Regions from separate parts of the Sus scrofa genome. Here region 1 is linked to region 2. Evidence: chromatin contacts called from public HiChIP or PLAC-seq data. All regions are on one chromosome and are shown on one strand. Each heading gives the region's core, a stretch centred on a gene start, on an enhancer-like site or on the middle of the called end of the contact. The rest is flanking DNA. Distances are from core to core; before and after follow the strand shown. Region 1 holds the start of CSNK1D (casein kinase I). Region 2 holds the start of OGFOD3 (2-oxoglutarate and iron-dependent oxygenase domain-containing protein 3).

The links. HiChIP or PLAC-seq counts read pairs in DNA pulled down with a chosen protein or histone mark.
Region 1: a contact with region 2 is called in an H3K27ac HiChIP or PLAC-seq map of alveolar macrophages. The contact joins the promoter of CSNK1D here to the promoter of OGFOD3 in region 2. A contact is called at or near these places in 5 of 47 Hi-C or Micro-C datasets (heart right ventricle, liver, mesenteric adipose tissue and 1 more) and 2 of 2 datasets of contacts at active chromatin or transcription factors (alveolar macrophages and skeletal muscle).

What each region holds. Positions count from the first base shown.
Region 1 is chr12:767,428-770,640 of Sscrofa11.1, forward strand. It overlaps CSNK1D (casein kinase I), which reads left to right and starts at 1,429. Exons shown (of 10, transcript XM_021066360.1): 1 at 1,429-1,841. The coding sequence starts at 1,766.
Region 2 is chr12:675,521-678,903 of Sscrofa11.1, forward strand. OGFOD3 (2-oxoglutarate and iron-dependent oxygenase domain-containing protein 3) reads left to right here and starts at 1,626. Exons shown (of 9, transcript XM_003357915.5): 1 at 1,626-1,832. The coding sequence starts at 1,759. It overlaps HEXDC (hexosaminidase D), which reads right to left and starts at 2,433. Exons shown (of 13, transcript XM_021066340.1): 1 at 2,213-2,433; 2 at 611-659. The coding sequence starts at 2,267.

The sequences.
Region 1 (3,213 bases), core at 179-2,678, 92 kb after region 2:
ACGCAGCACAGCACCGTTGCAGCTGTCTGAAGCTCTGCCACGGAAAGCAAGAAAGATAGATAGGCGCCATTAAGAGGTATAAACAGGTATCTACAAAATAAGCTGTAAGGATATACTGTACAAGACAGAGAACGTAGCCAATATTTTATAATAACTACAAATGGAGTATAACTTTAAAAAATTTATGAATCCGGTGGTCACAATTTATGCAAATGACCCCACCCCTGCCCCATCATTTGGCTCTTGCCAGTGACCTGTGACTCCCTGCAGACAAAGAACTGGCCGACCAGGACCAGCCAGTTAGCTGAAGAGGCACAGAGGGAGGTCACGGGAGCTCAGTGGCAGAAACTACCAGAAGCCAGAGGAGGAAAGAGAATGGAAGCAGTGGCCGGGAGGTGCGAGGCCACTGTGACAGCAGCAGCAGCGGGGGGACCCCAGCAGCTCCCAGCCCCCACCAGGCCCAACAGACACATGCACACACACCAAGCTCCCTCCCCGAAGGGCCTGAACGGGAGAAGGGAGGAGCGTGCTTTCAGGACACGAGAAAATGCGAAGGTCTGCAGCCAGGCCCTGCGACCTCAGAGCACAGCACTTTGTTCATGCGTGGGCCTGGGGCATGACTGTGGGGTGGAGGCTTCTCTTTGGGGTGATGGAAAAGTGAAGTTGACTGTGACGATGGTTGCTACGTGCTAAAACCATTGACTCGCACACTCTGAATGGGCGCATTGTGGAGTTCTCGCAATGGCGGTGTGGGTTAAGCAGCCCACCGCAGTGGCTCCGGTGGCTGTGGAGGTGGCTGGTTGGATGCCCAGCCTGCTGCAGCGGCGTAAAGGATCTGGTATGGCCGTGTAGGTCACAGCTACCATTTAGATTCAATCCCTTGCTGGGAAACTTCCATATGCCGCTGGTGTGGCCATGAAATCTCTCTCTATATATGTCTATATATTTTCCACTGTGTGTCAGGCACAGGCTGGGTGTCAGCTTTGAGTCCGTGTGAGCTGGGACACTACTGAGGCTGTTGGCACCCAACAAAAAAGCGTACCTAGCACCTAGTGGAGGGAGCATATTACTCCCTGCAGGTGCCGGTGCAGGGAGGTGCCTACCCCCCCCTATAGGGCACTGCCTGGGAGCCTGTCCCAGGCCTGCAGCAAGGAAACGCTGGCTTCCCAGACAGCTGCAGGGAATCCTGCACGAGCCCATAGATCCTGCCGGCGGAAGGGGTCCAGGCGAGGGGCTCTGGGCCCTGGGCTGCTGCCAGAGGCAGGGGGCAAGGAGCGGGGGGAGGTGCCTGGCCGGGTGCGTCAGTGGATCGGGAGAACGCGGTCCCTACCCCTAGAGCTGCGCAGGCCCGCCCCCAGGCCCCGCCCCGCGGTCGCGATCGCCCCGCCCCGGCCGTCGCTTGGAGCCGCGGCCCCGCCCCGCCGGGTTGCTAGGGGAAGTGACGTCACAGCGCGATGGCGGCGGCTCCTTCAGGCCCCTGAAGGGGGATTTAGGCCCGGGAGATCCGAGTCCATCCGCGGCGGGGAGAGGGCGAACGGGGTTGGCGGAGGCCGGAGCAGGGGCGGCGGCGCCCGGACTGTCCCATCCGCCCCGTATTGAGGCGCTGGGAGCGGCAGGGCGGCCGGAAAGCGATGGTGAAAGCGGGGCCGTGAGGGGGGCGGAGCCGGCAGCCGGACCCGCAGTAGCGGCAGCAGCGGCGCCGCCTCCCCGAGCTCAGACCCAGGAAGCGGCCGGGAGGGCAGGAGCGAGCCGGGCCGCCGCCGCCATGGAGCTCAGAGTGGGGAACAGGTACCGGCTGGGCCGGAAGATCGGCAGCGGGTCCTTCGGAGACATCTATCTCGGTGAGGCGCCCCTCCCCCGGGCGCGGCCCCCAAACCGGCGCCCGGCCGCCGGGCTCCGCTCCGGCCGCCGCCCCGGCGACCCCGCCCCCGGCGGCCGGACCCCTGACTCGCCCCGGGGCCCTCACGGCTCGCGCCGCTCAGCTCCCCGGGCGGGAGCCTGCGGCCCCCCCGACCCGCGCCCCGGGGCAGCCGCCCCAGCCTGCCCGCGGCCTCCGGGACGGCCGGCGACCCCGCAGGCGACAAAGCGGTCGGCGGGCGTGCGGGCCCGCGTCCTGCGCCCTGCGGCCGGGCACGAGACGAGGTGAGGCTTGCGCGCTGCCCCTGGCGGTGCCCAGCCCCTCCGGCCGCGGAGCGCAGGTGCAGCGCGGGGCCGCGCGGGGGGCCCGTCGGGCGGTGGTGGGGTACGTGTTGCGCCTCCAAGTTGCAGCCTCTGTCCCTGGCCGTCAACCAGAACGACGCTCAGGCGACCCAGGACGAAGTCAGCGTTTAGGCGTGGGCTGAAGTAGAGGCAGGTCGAGTGGCGCAGCGCTACCCGGAGCTTGTCCTTTGCTGCGAAAGTTCTCGGGGTAGACGGGAAAACCTGGGGTTAGAATGTCCCGGATTGTTTGAGGTCTCCAGCGCAAGAAGGCTCGGATACACCCGTGTGCTAGAGGGTGGGCTTGGATCTTAAAGTTGGAAGTTTAAACAGAACTCAGCGGCATTCCTCGGAGGAACTGTGGGCCACTCGCTGCCACCCCCGCGTCGGGGCTGCCCAGCCCGGCACGCCTGCTGTGCGGCGGGACTGTCGTTGCGCAAGTTCGGGGTAAACATGCGCCCGTGGCGCAGCCCGCCCCGGGGCTTCCGTTCGGCTGCTGCGCTTGTCGCCGAGGGTCCCTGATGCTCCTGGTTATGCCTTTCAGATGGTCCCAAGTGTGCGAGCTCCCCGCCCCATCCTGGGCTCTCGTTACCTGGAGCGGGTGCGCGACCTCGGTGGGCTGGTGTGTAAGAGGAGCCCCCACTGAGGGAGTTGGGAACTGCTTTTGGTACCCTTACCCCACAGGGTACCTGTCCCTCCAGCATGTGCGCTGCTCTCCAAGTAGGATACACTTCAGAGACACTTGCATTTTACTACTTAAATATTTATGTCCAGTCGTCGGGAGCTGCCTTCTCAGCAGGGTTTTGGAGGCGAAGCGCTGGGTAAATGCAAGCTGTTTGCCTTATTTATAGAACAATAGATTTTGGCAAAAGTTTTAACCTAGGATCTAGGAGCTGTACTCCAGAACCGATCCATTAGCCGCCTTTCCACAGATAAGAAAAAGATATTTTGAAGCTTTTTGTTCTCCTTTCTGAGACTTTGCCAGACGGCTGCTTTCTGAAGCTGCTTTTGGACGCT
Region 2 (3,383 bases), core at 376-2,875:
CAGGGGTTGAACCTGCCTCTCCGCAGCTACCCAAGCCGCTGCAGTAGAAATTTCTAACCTGCTGCGTCAGGGCAGGAACTCCAGTTTAATTAAAAAAAAAAAAATTTGCATTCAAGATAATCTCAATGAGAAAATTCTTAAGTCAACTAAATTATGAGCTGAGGACTGAATGAATTTAAGACAAAGCACTTTAAAAAGCTGCAACGTTTTGAGGATGAACTGTTTTACTTTTTAAAAAACCAAATCTATTTTCCAGGGAATCAAATTAAAAGGAAAACATGCGAGCTAAGAAGTTTTTTTTGGTTTTTTTTTTTTGTCTTTTTACGGTCACGCCCGGGGCATATGGAGGTTCCCAGGCTAGGAGGCTGATTCAGAGCTGTAGCTGCTGGCCTACGCCACAGCCATGGCAACGACGGATCCTTAACCCACTGAGCGAGGCCAGTGATTGAACCTGCGTCCTCATGGATACTAGTCAGTCGTTTTCGCTGAGCCGCAATGGGAACTCCCGAGCTGAGAAGTCTGCATGCCTGCCCTGTGAGCCTCCTCGGGTTCAGAGAGAAATCCTGTCATTCCTGCAGCCCCGGGGTAGCAATGAACGCAGACGTCTTACCTGCAGCAGATGCACTTGGAATTGTTTACCAGCGTGAGGTGCTGCAAACCTAGAGGAAGAGGGAGAAGTCAGTACTCCATCTTCTGTGTGTGTGGCTCCATTGCTTTGAGTCCCTCCTCCATGAGTTCTACAGAAATGAAACTATTTCAAAGACTTGTCAACTGTCACCCCTGTTCTTAGACGACCCGCTAGGCCCACAACTGTCCCTTCTAGGTAAGTTGCCATGAGATGGCGTCTGATTGCCCCAGTTTCAGGACTGCTGGGCTGATCTCTTTTCTTGTCCAATGAGTCTAAGAAGGTTTTCTTTTCCCCCTGTACCAGTAAACTACTCACCTTCTTCAGACTTAACCTTCATGAATGAACCTCCCTGCTAATTCCACTCTTTCAGAATTTTAGGTATCCTGACAGGGCTCCTTAAGAGCTTACGTCTTGCCCACTGGATGGAAGGTTCTCTAGGGAAATTGAAAGCTGTAAACAAAGCAGCAGGTGAATTCCTGCTGCGGTGAAGTGGGTTAAGAATCCCACTGAAGTGGCTCCAAGGCTTCGGGTTTGATTCCATGCCCTGTGCAGTGGGTTAAAAGGGTCCTGCTTGCTGCAGGTAGGTCGCAGCTGCAGCTCGGATTCAGTCCCTGACCTGGGAATCCCCATATGCCATAAAATTGGGTGCAGCCATAAAATTAAAAAACAAACACAAACCCAAAGCAGCAAGTCCTTAGAGATGCAGGTGTACAAAGCACCAAATGGGTACAGGGTCCTCAGATGCGGCACGGGCCCAGGGAGAGGGGCCTGGAAACCCTCCGGGAGAGGCCTGGAGACCCCTGGGGAGCTGGACCTGGACCGGAGACCCCGGGAGAGTGCGCACGGCAGGGCGAGGACACACTTCAGAGAAGGCTCAGAAGCTCGTCCGGTTCCGTGGAGCGGGCAGGTGTGCACTGCAGAGTGCGCGCCAGGTCGGCGTTCAGGTCCCCGCCCCGCACCGCTCGGCGCTCGGCCTCCGATTGCTCCGGCCTGACCAACAGGCCGGAGGTCGACAGCCGAGCGCGTCGCTCCGGGTCCGCGGCCGCGCCGGCCTCGCACTGCCTCTCGCGGCGCTCGTCCGGGCTCGTGGGGGATCCCGCGTTCCGCACAGCGCTGCGGCGGCCCGGCCAATGGCACCTCAGCGGAGGGGCGCGCCCAAGGGGCCCGAGGGCTGCGGGGCGGCGGAGCGCGGGCGCCCGAACAGGTACCGGGCAGCGGGGGGGAGCGCGCGGGCGGCCCGTGGGCGTGGCCAGGGCGGAGGGGCGGGGCCTTCCCGGCGGGTTGTGGGCGGGGCCTTCCCTGGGACGTCGCGGCGGCGTGGGTGTGGCCTTGCCGCCGGGGCGTGGCATGTCCTTGAGCGGACCGGGAGCCGAGAGGGGCGAGGCCTGGCCGGAGGGCGGGGGCTGCCCGTGGGGGGACCGTCCCTGACCGCTTTCCGCATGTGTATCGCGGGCTCCACGCCGCGCCTCCTGGACGGGGACAGCGGTCGTGAGGCCCCCCTCGTCTGGTCGCTGGGCTTTCCTTAGGGCTGTGCACACGAGGGTTCACCGATGGGTGGCCCGCTGAATGAATAAATGATCTCACCATAGCCTTGGAGAGGATTCTGCCGAAAGCTTTCAGAGCCAGGGCGTATCTTCATCCTTCCAGGATAAATCACCGCGTAGTCGTGCTTGCCCCAGGGGCCGTGGACCTTACTCCCAATTCCCTTCTGTTTTGGCAGAATTCTCAGGGTACAGCTTGAGCCCGCTAACCCTGAACAGGGCTGGGTTCTTGTTTTGAGGAGAGGCCCCACCCCCTCAGGGGGGTGTTGCATCCGAATCTGGCCCAGGAGGCTCTTCCCCCTCTCTTGTCTCCGCACCTCCCTCTCCAGGAGAACTGTAACACCCACAGCTTTGTACCTCTCCTTGGGGTTCCAGCCCTTGCCACTGAGATGGGGGGTGCCGTCCCTCTGCCTCCTTCGGAGTTCTTGGGAAAGAGAAGTGATGGGCCCGCTGGAGTTAGGTGTCCACCTTGTTCTAATAAGAGGAGGCCAGGTGGGCTGGAGGCTGGACGGCCGTTCCGTGGTGTGGGGATGGGGGAAGGGGTCTTCGGGAGCTGGGCATCCATGCTCCCCGTTTAAGAGGACCGGTATCTGTCCAGCATGGTCTGACTGAGCTGTGCGCCCCGTGGGACTCATTTAATTGGATTTCATGTGTTACTTATAGAGCAGTTAGAGGTGGGAGGGGCGTATAAAAATAGAAGGCAGCCTTCCTGCTTTTCAGGAATCGACCTTGCACTTGAAGGAACAAGGTGCACCTCCATAAAAGGATTCCCGGGTCGGCTTCTCATTTCTGCCCGTCTAAGCCCTACACATGTTTCTTGGGTAACAGAGCACACGAGTGCTCCGTGACACGAAGTGAGCACAGACACGCACGGTGTGCACCACACACACACACAGACACGCCCGCAACTTCCACGGGGCGGGGTGACTCCCGCAGTTAACCTGAGGGCACAGAAAGTGTCTTGGTGGCGAGTCATTCTGTCATACTTGTGTTCTCTTTCTGGCCGCCAGTGGTTTCGGTGAAACTGGTTTGACTCACATTTGACTTAGTTCGCATGGTGCGCGCACGCCGCTCCGGGACCCCACGCATGGGGCTGTATGGGGCCGTTTTTAGATGCAGGCAACCTGATTGGTGCCACAGACTGTGCAAGGACCCTCACACAGGTTCTCTGTGGGCCGGGCTGGGAGGGAGGGACACTGACGGGCATTTCACCT